3 separate regions of the Gossypium arboreum genome follow, and all the other regions are linked to region 3. The links are chromatin contacts, called in public Hi-C maps. All regions are on one chromosome and are shown on one strand. Each heading gives the region's core, a stretch centred on a gene start, on an enhancer-like site or on the middle of the called end of the contact. The rest is flanking DNA. Distances are from core to core; before and after follow the strand shown. Region 1 holds the start of LOC108482156 (basic leucine zipper 43). Region 2 holds the start of LOC108464205 (eukaryotic peptide chain release factor subunit 1-3). Region 3 has its middle 12 kb from the start of LOC108454180.

Evidence for each region. Hi-C and Micro-C count contacts between places; a contact is called where the count stands out from the background.
Region 1: a contact with region 3 is called in a Hi-C map of leaf, with 2.3 times the contacts expected there. The contact joins the promoter of LOC108482156 here to the enhancer-like site in region 3. A contact is called at or near these places in 2 of 5 Hi-C or Micro-C datasets (both in leaf).
Region 2: a Hi-C map of leaf shows a contact between it and region 3, with 4 times the contacts expected there. The contact joins the promoter of LOC108464205 here to the enhancer-like site in region 3. A contact is called at or near these places in 2 of 5 Hi-C or Micro-C datasets (both in leaf).

The regions. Positions count from the first base shown.
Region 1 is chr7:18,020,690-18,023,389 of ASM2569848v2, reverse strand. LOC108482156 (basic leucine zipper 43) reads right to left here and starts at 1,348. Exons shown (of 1, transcript XM_017785271.2): 1 at 456-1,348. The coding sequence starts at 1,094. The coding sequence ends at 555. LOC108482166 (a long non-coding RNA gene) reads left to right here. Exons shown (of 3, transcript XR_008285848.1): 2 at 31-78; 3 at 209-323.
Region 2 is chr7:18,673,841-18,676,540 of ASM2569848v2, reverse strand. It overlaps LOC108464205 (eukaryotic peptide chain release factor subunit 1-3), which reads left to right and starts at 1,365. Exons shown (of 2, transcript XM_017764367.2): 1 at 1,365-1,652. LOC108464404 reads left to right here. Exons shown (of 8, transcript XM_017764695.2): 8 at 1-113.
Region 3 is chr7:18,311,137-18,313,836 of ASM2569848v2, reverse strand. No RefSeq gene overlaps it. Among protein-coding and RNA genes, the nearest start is that of LOC108454180, 12 kb to the left of the region's middle. Within about 2 kb of position 1,351, at least 2 of the 2 cell types and tissues checked have an H3K27ac peak or open chromatin away from gene starts, as enhancers often do. A contact at or near this core is called in leaf, where this site is marked.

The DNA of each region.
Region 1 (2,700 bases), core at 99-2,598, 290 kb after region 3:
ATTAACTATGGGTGTTATTTTTCTTTCAAGCAAATATAGGATTTGACACCAATAATTAACATCTGCTCAAACTTGGAGGTATTGCTACCTAAAACTTGTTATTATGTTTATTACCTTTATGACTTTTAAATTATGAAGCGAACTCTTGCTTCTGTGGAATAATTCGGATATTACTATTTCTGCTGGGATTCTCCTTATTGATGCGAAGACGATGGGTATTCCTACTCCAAATCTGACTTCATTTGTGGTTCAACTCAAATATTTTTTCCCTTCATGTAATTCATAATATATCTTTAAGAAATGATGAGCGTGTAATTTTAAAAGTTACAATAGTAAAATTGCTCATTTTCTTTATTTATTTACCTTTTGGGTAAAATTATAGTAGCCATTTTTAATTTTCATAAACGGTTGTAAAATGGCATACAGGAAGAGATTAAGAAGAACAAGAAAGGGAATAGTTTAGAAGAGATACATAAACTAAACGCTCAGAACATGTTATTCTCATAATTTTCTTACATCATGAAGAACCAAAAATTTGTGTGATGGAAGAGGTTTTAGGACAAACCATGTTCCAGGGCAACATCATCCACCTTAACCGAAGTCGAGTTAGGGTGACCCAGTCGCATACCGAAAAGCATCTGACGAAGTTCAGAGGCTTCCTCTTTGAGCTGAGTATTCTCTTGAAGGACCTTGTCATGGCTTTCCGAGACATGATTCAGCTTATCTATTAGCTGGTGGTTCTCATTCCTGAGCCAAACTACCTGTGCCCAAAGCTCATCGAGGTGCCTTTGTTTACGCATACGTGACCTACGTGCGGACTCTCGATTCGATATCATCCTCCTTTGCTTCCTCTCGATGATGAGGCTTAATTGTTGCTCATCGGCTTCGTCCGAAGTCGAATTGCTGCTGATACAGGACGAGTGGGGACTGATGTCTTGAATTTGAGGAGGGATATAGAAATTATACAGGGGGTTCAAGAACTGGTTCGAGTCGAGTGCAGGCTTGTTGCTCTGATTCATGCTGAAATGGGGTGAATATGGGGATGGATTGGAAGGAACTAGGTATTGGATGCCTGAAACCTCACTAGGCTGCATGGTGATAAGGGACTATAAATCTTGGAAGATGACAATAAGGCAAAGTATTTTAAGCTCTTGTTGGAAGGGGAAATGAAGGTTGAGGAGAGGAGGTTCTTATAGATTAACAAAAGCTTGTGCTGCTCTCAATCTTGGCAAATACGATAAGACCCTTAGGCCTATTGCATATCATGCAAATCATGTATTTTTTATTTTAATAACACAACTTTTTTTTTTCTTTCACATTATATATGATACATGTTTTGTATATTGATGAGTGCATATATAGGAGAGTCCAACTATATATAAAATTGTGGAATTATAGATAAGGTACATATAGGGGATGTTCATTGACATGCATAATTGCACGCGCACATACATGAAACAGGGGATGCAATTTGGGTTGTGGATAATCATTTTCTGATCGAATTATGCTTACATCATAGAGAGAGATTGTGTTGTGGGGAGTATAATTATTTTATTGGGGGAAAAGCTTTTAGCTAAAGCAACCAAAATGATAAAAGAAATGCATAAAAAAATATGGGCATTCGAGAAAGTTAATATCTGTTAAAGTGGGAGATGTTCGAACCATTTGAGCCTTCTGACGTAAGACATGGAAGGGAGGTTCCGCAGCAAAGCCCTTTCTTTTACGACTCTTCGCTTATTTATTTTCATAATGTTTGGATATAAATGTAAAAAAGTTAATTGCATCAATACATCCTTAAATTATGAACTTTATTTATATTAGTCCTTAATAAATTACGTGGCAAGAGTTGTTTATAAATAACACAAAATGTTAAAATCGAAAATAAGGAGAGATTTTAACAAATATGGTGAGACTAGTTATAGAAGGTTGATTCCATTTCAGGTGGCAACAGCCATGGGCTGTCTACTGACAACCATAACCTGGTGGTTCTACTTTTTTTAGAGGTTTTAGATGAGATATGGAAAACACTGCAGAAAATAGGTGGGCAGGTTCAATGTGTGGTCCAAACATGATTTATTATTTAAAGAGGCCAATGATTTATTAATTGCAAACTTTTCTCTCTTTGTTATATGGATTTGGTATTTGACATATATAATATGCCCGACTTTAAGGAAAAATCCAAGACCAAGTTGAGTGCTGCGGAGACTGTTTTTAATTTATTTTGTCTTAACAAAAAGATGTTAAACAAATCATTTCTTCTTTCTAGTTTCTTCACCAAACATGATATTATTAATGGAAAATTAATAATGGTAGCCTAAACTGAAGGATTGTTCTTTGCCATCGCATATCGGGTCATTTGCACCATTTATGAAACAAGAGTTTGACCAAAAGATACATGGAGCGAATTCCTTCTAAAGGACCCCTTGGTAAAGACAATGACAAACTCATGTAGGTAAAACAAATAAATTTGAGAAATTCACTCAATTCTCTCTATCTCCTAAAGTCGACAATGTACACCAAATTAATAGTGAATTTAGTAATTCTAATGAGAATCGATCCTTCCCATCTGTATCCTTAATTCAAACTCTTATCGTATCTCCTTATCCAAAATGGTCGACTTATTTTCAAATTCTCCATTAATTGCAATTGTATAGTCTTTGAAATGATAAAGACTCTTCATGCATTACCTATACCTACATA
Region 2 (2,700 bases), core at 116-2,615, 360 kb before region 3:
GTCTTGTTGGCCACTGTAACAGTGACCATTTTAGCTTGTCAGTATTTTAATAGTTTGTTGTTGTGGCATGGTAGCTTGACACTCAATGATAATTAGCTCATTTATTGTGGTGATTCAGCCGACTCGATGCTCATTATTTTTCTGAATTTTCTGTCAATCTTTACAAGGAAGCACAATAATATGCCTTTGGCCCTCTTCATACGTGTCTCACCCGGTCTACCCCAACGCTTTGTTTCCATGCCTTGATCATTTCTCCAATTTTCTTTTTCCAATCAAAGAACACCCCCGAGGCAGGGCTACATTCAACACTCCTGCTCTGTACGCTTAGTACTAATGTAACGATTGATATCAGCAGCCAACAAAGACACAGCCGAGGATGGAGGTGCATCACACGTACTAAGCCTATTAAGCTCTGCTGAACCGCAGATCCGCAGCCTTATTGTGCTCACGTCCAATGTACCTCAAACGAACATCCGCTGTCCCAGGCAAGTTTCAGACCCTCGTACAGAGCCCTTTCTTCTACGTGAAAAGCTGAGGACACCCCAACACCAACGGAGAAGCCTACAACACAGTCAATTAAAATCAATAGAACTGCTGTTCATTCGAGCCGATAGCGAACCGTTGACATTAAACCTTCACCCATTGGTTGAAATGAAATATTTCCAATTTTTTGCGGTTCAACTGTCTTAAAAGTTATCCAAAAATCAATTTTGAATGATGAAATTCAATTTAAACAATGCAGGGCTATCTAAACCATGGTTAGTATAAATTTGTATATAAGCACGTTATAAAATCTTTAATGCCAATTTTATTTGGATCAGGTTGGTTGATTCGGAAATTGTGGTTGGATTAATTTAACTAGTGATATATAATCGGAAATAAAATAAATTGTTGTTACTGGTAAAAAAAATATTTGTTTAACCAGTTGTAATTATTAAAGAATAATATTTGATACAGATGATGCAAAAATTCTATATCCTACCAATGAATCACAATTTATCACATCATTAATGAGCAAAACATTAAAAATTTGAATGACTTTTTAATAAATACTTAAAATTTTATTTAAACATAATTAATTATAATTCTCCTTTATAATTTTATCATCTTCTTCCTCCTTATTTATTGGCTAAAAAGAAAATGCTTTAGAGTTCATTCAATTTTAGAAAATTTATTGAAATGTATATGATTAAAAATTGAGTTTGGAGTTAAAATTGAATTAAAGTGAAGAATTAATCGAAAAGAGAAGTAGTTATCTTAAATTTTTTTATTTTATTTTAAAGTCCGTAAGCTTTTTAAAAAAACTCAATAATAATATGAATATTATTTTTAAAAAGTTTCTTCAGCAGAAGATTTATTGAAGCAAGGAGTAAAGAGTTTAAAGCTTCCATTAAATTATCAAAATATAACTTTTAGTAAAAAATGGGAGCTTAAAAGAGATGTGGATGAATCCGTGTAGAGGTAAAAAAGATTAAATAAATATATTAATTAAAAAAAAAAAGCGGTTTTGGGTGTCGGAATGCTATTAGTAAAACAAAATTGCTACTAGAGCTAGCTGCTGAAGTGATAGCGCTAGCAAGTTTACTGGAAAACCCTAGAAACCAGCGGCTCTTTCTTCCATTTTCACTTCTTTAGGCGGCGGTAACTCAGAGGTATGCTCTTCTTCCTCTAAATCTTCGATTCGATCTTCTTTGCCTTCTCTTCTCATCTCTGCCTTTCGATCTGTTATTGATGCTTCAAAAGATTTGGAGGATAATATGTCAACTTCACCTATGGATCTTGTTATTCATAAGAATTTACGATAATACATAGTTAATCCATAATAAAATTAGAAATAAATCTGCCTGATCTTTCCTTATTTCTGATCTTATCCGGATTGGGATTGGTATTGATATAGATATAATATGTTTGAGGTGGGATTTTAATTTTTGGTAATACTTATTATATATGGAAATAGCATTTCTTGAGCATGAGTATTGTTAATTTACATGATTTCGATTGGATAATAATCAATTTAACGTGGCGCCTTCGGATTCGCTTAACTGACTAATATTACCACGGCCTTCCCCCTCACCACTTCTTTTAATCCAATAGGGGTAATTCTCTGAGCTATATCTGTGTTACCGTGTATATCTAATCTGACAGTTTTATGTATGAATATCCTGTTTCTCCATTTGCACCATTATCATTGCCTATGCACCGGGACATCTTTTATATGGACATGTGTTTGAATTTAGCACCAAGGGTTGAATAGTGGAAGGGTAGATGGAGGAGAGTGGAAAAGGGAAAAAAACTGAAAAGAAAATATAAAGCTGATTATTTTTTACCCTTAATGATCAAAACAAATCGTAATCTAAATTGGAAAAAGGGAATTGGTATGAATCAGAGGTTGAACTGGTAATAATGAGTTGGACCGATTTGCTTGTGAATTGGTATGAATCAGAGGTTGAACAGTTTTCTTTTATTTTTTAAATATTTTTAAATTTTATGATTTTTTTAATAATTTATTTAATTGAACTAAACAATCCAATTATAGCGGTCTAATCAGTCGGACTAGGAATTGCTGGTTTGATCGTGATCCAGTTTTGGAAACCCTGAAAATTAATAAAGTGGTGGGAGTAAAATTATGTAATTTTAAAATGTACTATTTAATCTTAATTTACAAGGGGTATAATTGTAAAACAATAAATGGTTTCAGTT
Region 3 (2,700 bases), core at 102-2,601:
TATTTTGATCATTAAACTTTTAATTTTTTCAATTTAACCATTAATCTATTCGAAATCAAATTTTTTTGTCTTTGAACATTAACAGCCGTTTTAAATTTGATGGTAGTGTTGATCTGGGCTTTTTTTTATTGATCCAATAATAAATTAGCCCATTATTGTTTACACATTTTATCAATTTGATCCTAACTATAAAAAAAATAAACAAATTTAACCTTCAATGTTTACAAAATTTGTCATTTTAGTTTAAATTCTATAAAATTCAATAAATTTAGCTCTCAACATTTCTAAAATGAAAATTTTTAATTTTTAAAAATTTTGTAAATTAAAAAAACAACACCACCCGAACTTCTATTTCTTCAACCTTTATTTGTAATAACAAGTCGATTCTCCAAAAACTAAACAACCAATCCCCTTATCCCCAATCTATCCTCTTTTCTATCTCAGACCAATTGACCTGACGAGTTGACATCAACCGACTATGACATGCAAGTTCACAAAGCTGGCTGAAACAAACATATGGCAATGGTAGGCTACCTCCTCAAGCATGTGAAAGATGGGTGCTTCAACATCAATACAAAATCCTCTCTCTTGATCCTCGACCCTTTGGTCAAAACTTTATTTCATTTAGACAAAGGCCTCATGTGCAAGCACAAGTTTGATTTATTTATTGTGCGTCTCTAAAAAATCAAAATGATCAAGGAGTCGTTGTGCATGATTCAAATTATGATGGGAAATGGTGGGTTGAATGCCACAATCTTTCATTCGATCATGGACGTGTTGACAAAGAAGATGGAGGAGGTGTGGCTAGTGGCAGATCTGATGAGTCATCAAAGTTTTGCCAGACTTGATGACAAATAATTTTTTTTACTAATAGCTAGAGCTGTTCGTAGGTTGAGTTTGGACCGAGTCTTAACAAAGAGTTTTTAAACATTTTTTCTGCCTAGGCCCAACCAGAAATATGGGCCTGGCATCTTGTACAAGCTCGGCCCTATTTAAATATGGGTAATTCGGGCCTATCCCAGCCCCACCCAACAATAAGTAATTTGACAGCATAAAACAGCATCTAGGAGGAAAAGGAACAGCTTATATTAATTACTAAAGCAAAAAAAGGGAATGCCTTATATCTGGTTCTGGTAGCACAAACATCAGAAATAGGAATCCTGTTTCATTTGCCTAATTGCAGTCCAATATCTGACATCTCCCATCATAAATTGAAAGGATCCTTTTAGTTGGGGGGAAACTACACCTAGGCCTTGCTTTGTTTATTCTTTTTCTAATTTTAATTACTGATTTCACCTAAAAATCCTCCAACAGACTTCACTGGGAGGAAGTCGGGACTTCACTGGGAGGAAGTCGGGGATTCCCCAAGGAGAATGGCAGAGAAGAGAGCTGTCTTATGGAATTTGACGGCAAACTATGAAAAACAGCTCTTGGTTAGAAATGAGGTTTTTAGACTTTTAGGAGTTGTTCGGCTTTGGGTTTTGTTTAGGATAAGTTTGGACTTATAAATTAAAAATATTTTGGATTTGGGTTGGATTTTATATATTTAAAAATTTATAATATAATGTATAATATTTATAATATATTTTATATGCATCCGGGCTGGATTGAGTTAAGTTTGGGTTTCAAAAATTCTATCCAAAGTTTAGCTCAAGTAGAAAATAGGCTTACAATTTTGTTTAAGCTCATTTTTTTAGTTTAGTATATTTGTCCAAACTTTCCATATTCTGGGTAGATTTTCAGGCTTTGGCGAATAGCTTAACCCTCGCCAACTTTACTGACATACACTATTAGGAGTATAAGTTGACAAAGGCGAGCACAATGGAGAAATAGAGGTTTAAGTGTTGGTTTTTTTTTTAATTTACAAAATTTTTAAAAATTAAAATTTGTTATTTCGTAAATGTTAAAGACTAAATTTTTGAAAATTTTGGAATTTGAACTAAAATGAAAAATTTTGTAAACATTAATGGTTAAATTTATTAAATTTTTATATTTAGGATCAAATTTATAGAATGTGTAAACATTAGACGGCTAAATTTGTTATTAGACCAATAAAGAAAGTCTGCATCAGCACTTCCGTCAAATTTAAAACGGTTGTTGACATTCGATGACAAAAAAATTTTGATCTTGAGTAGTTCAGTGACTAAATCAAAAAAATAAAATTCAGTGATCAAATTAGAACACGGGCAATAGTTTAATGACTATTTATGTACTTTACCCTAACATATATGTAATATGTATGAAATTAAAAAATTAATTTAAATTGTGAGTGAAAATAAATTTAAATAGGTAAATATAAGTGATTAAGAAATATTAATTGCACTCGATTACTTTCTAATTTGTATTACATTAAAATATCATCATGTTAAAAGCATTATTTAATATGTTATCAAAATATCAAAATGCTATATCATGCTAGTGAAAGAAAATTTTAATATTAAAAATAGAGTAATAGAAAATTTATTTAATAATTGAATAATTAGTGATAACTTACTTTAAAAAAATTCAATTTTGAGTTGGTGACATGAGTGAAATAATTTGAGTAACGGTATTAAAATGTATTAAAAATATCAAAATAAAGCTTATTTTAAAATATGCAAAATTGGTATAGTAATTTAATCAATTGAGTTAGTGTCACGAACTTTACTCGTAACATTAAATTTAATAAAGGACCTAATGTTAGTAAAGATGAGTTGGTGT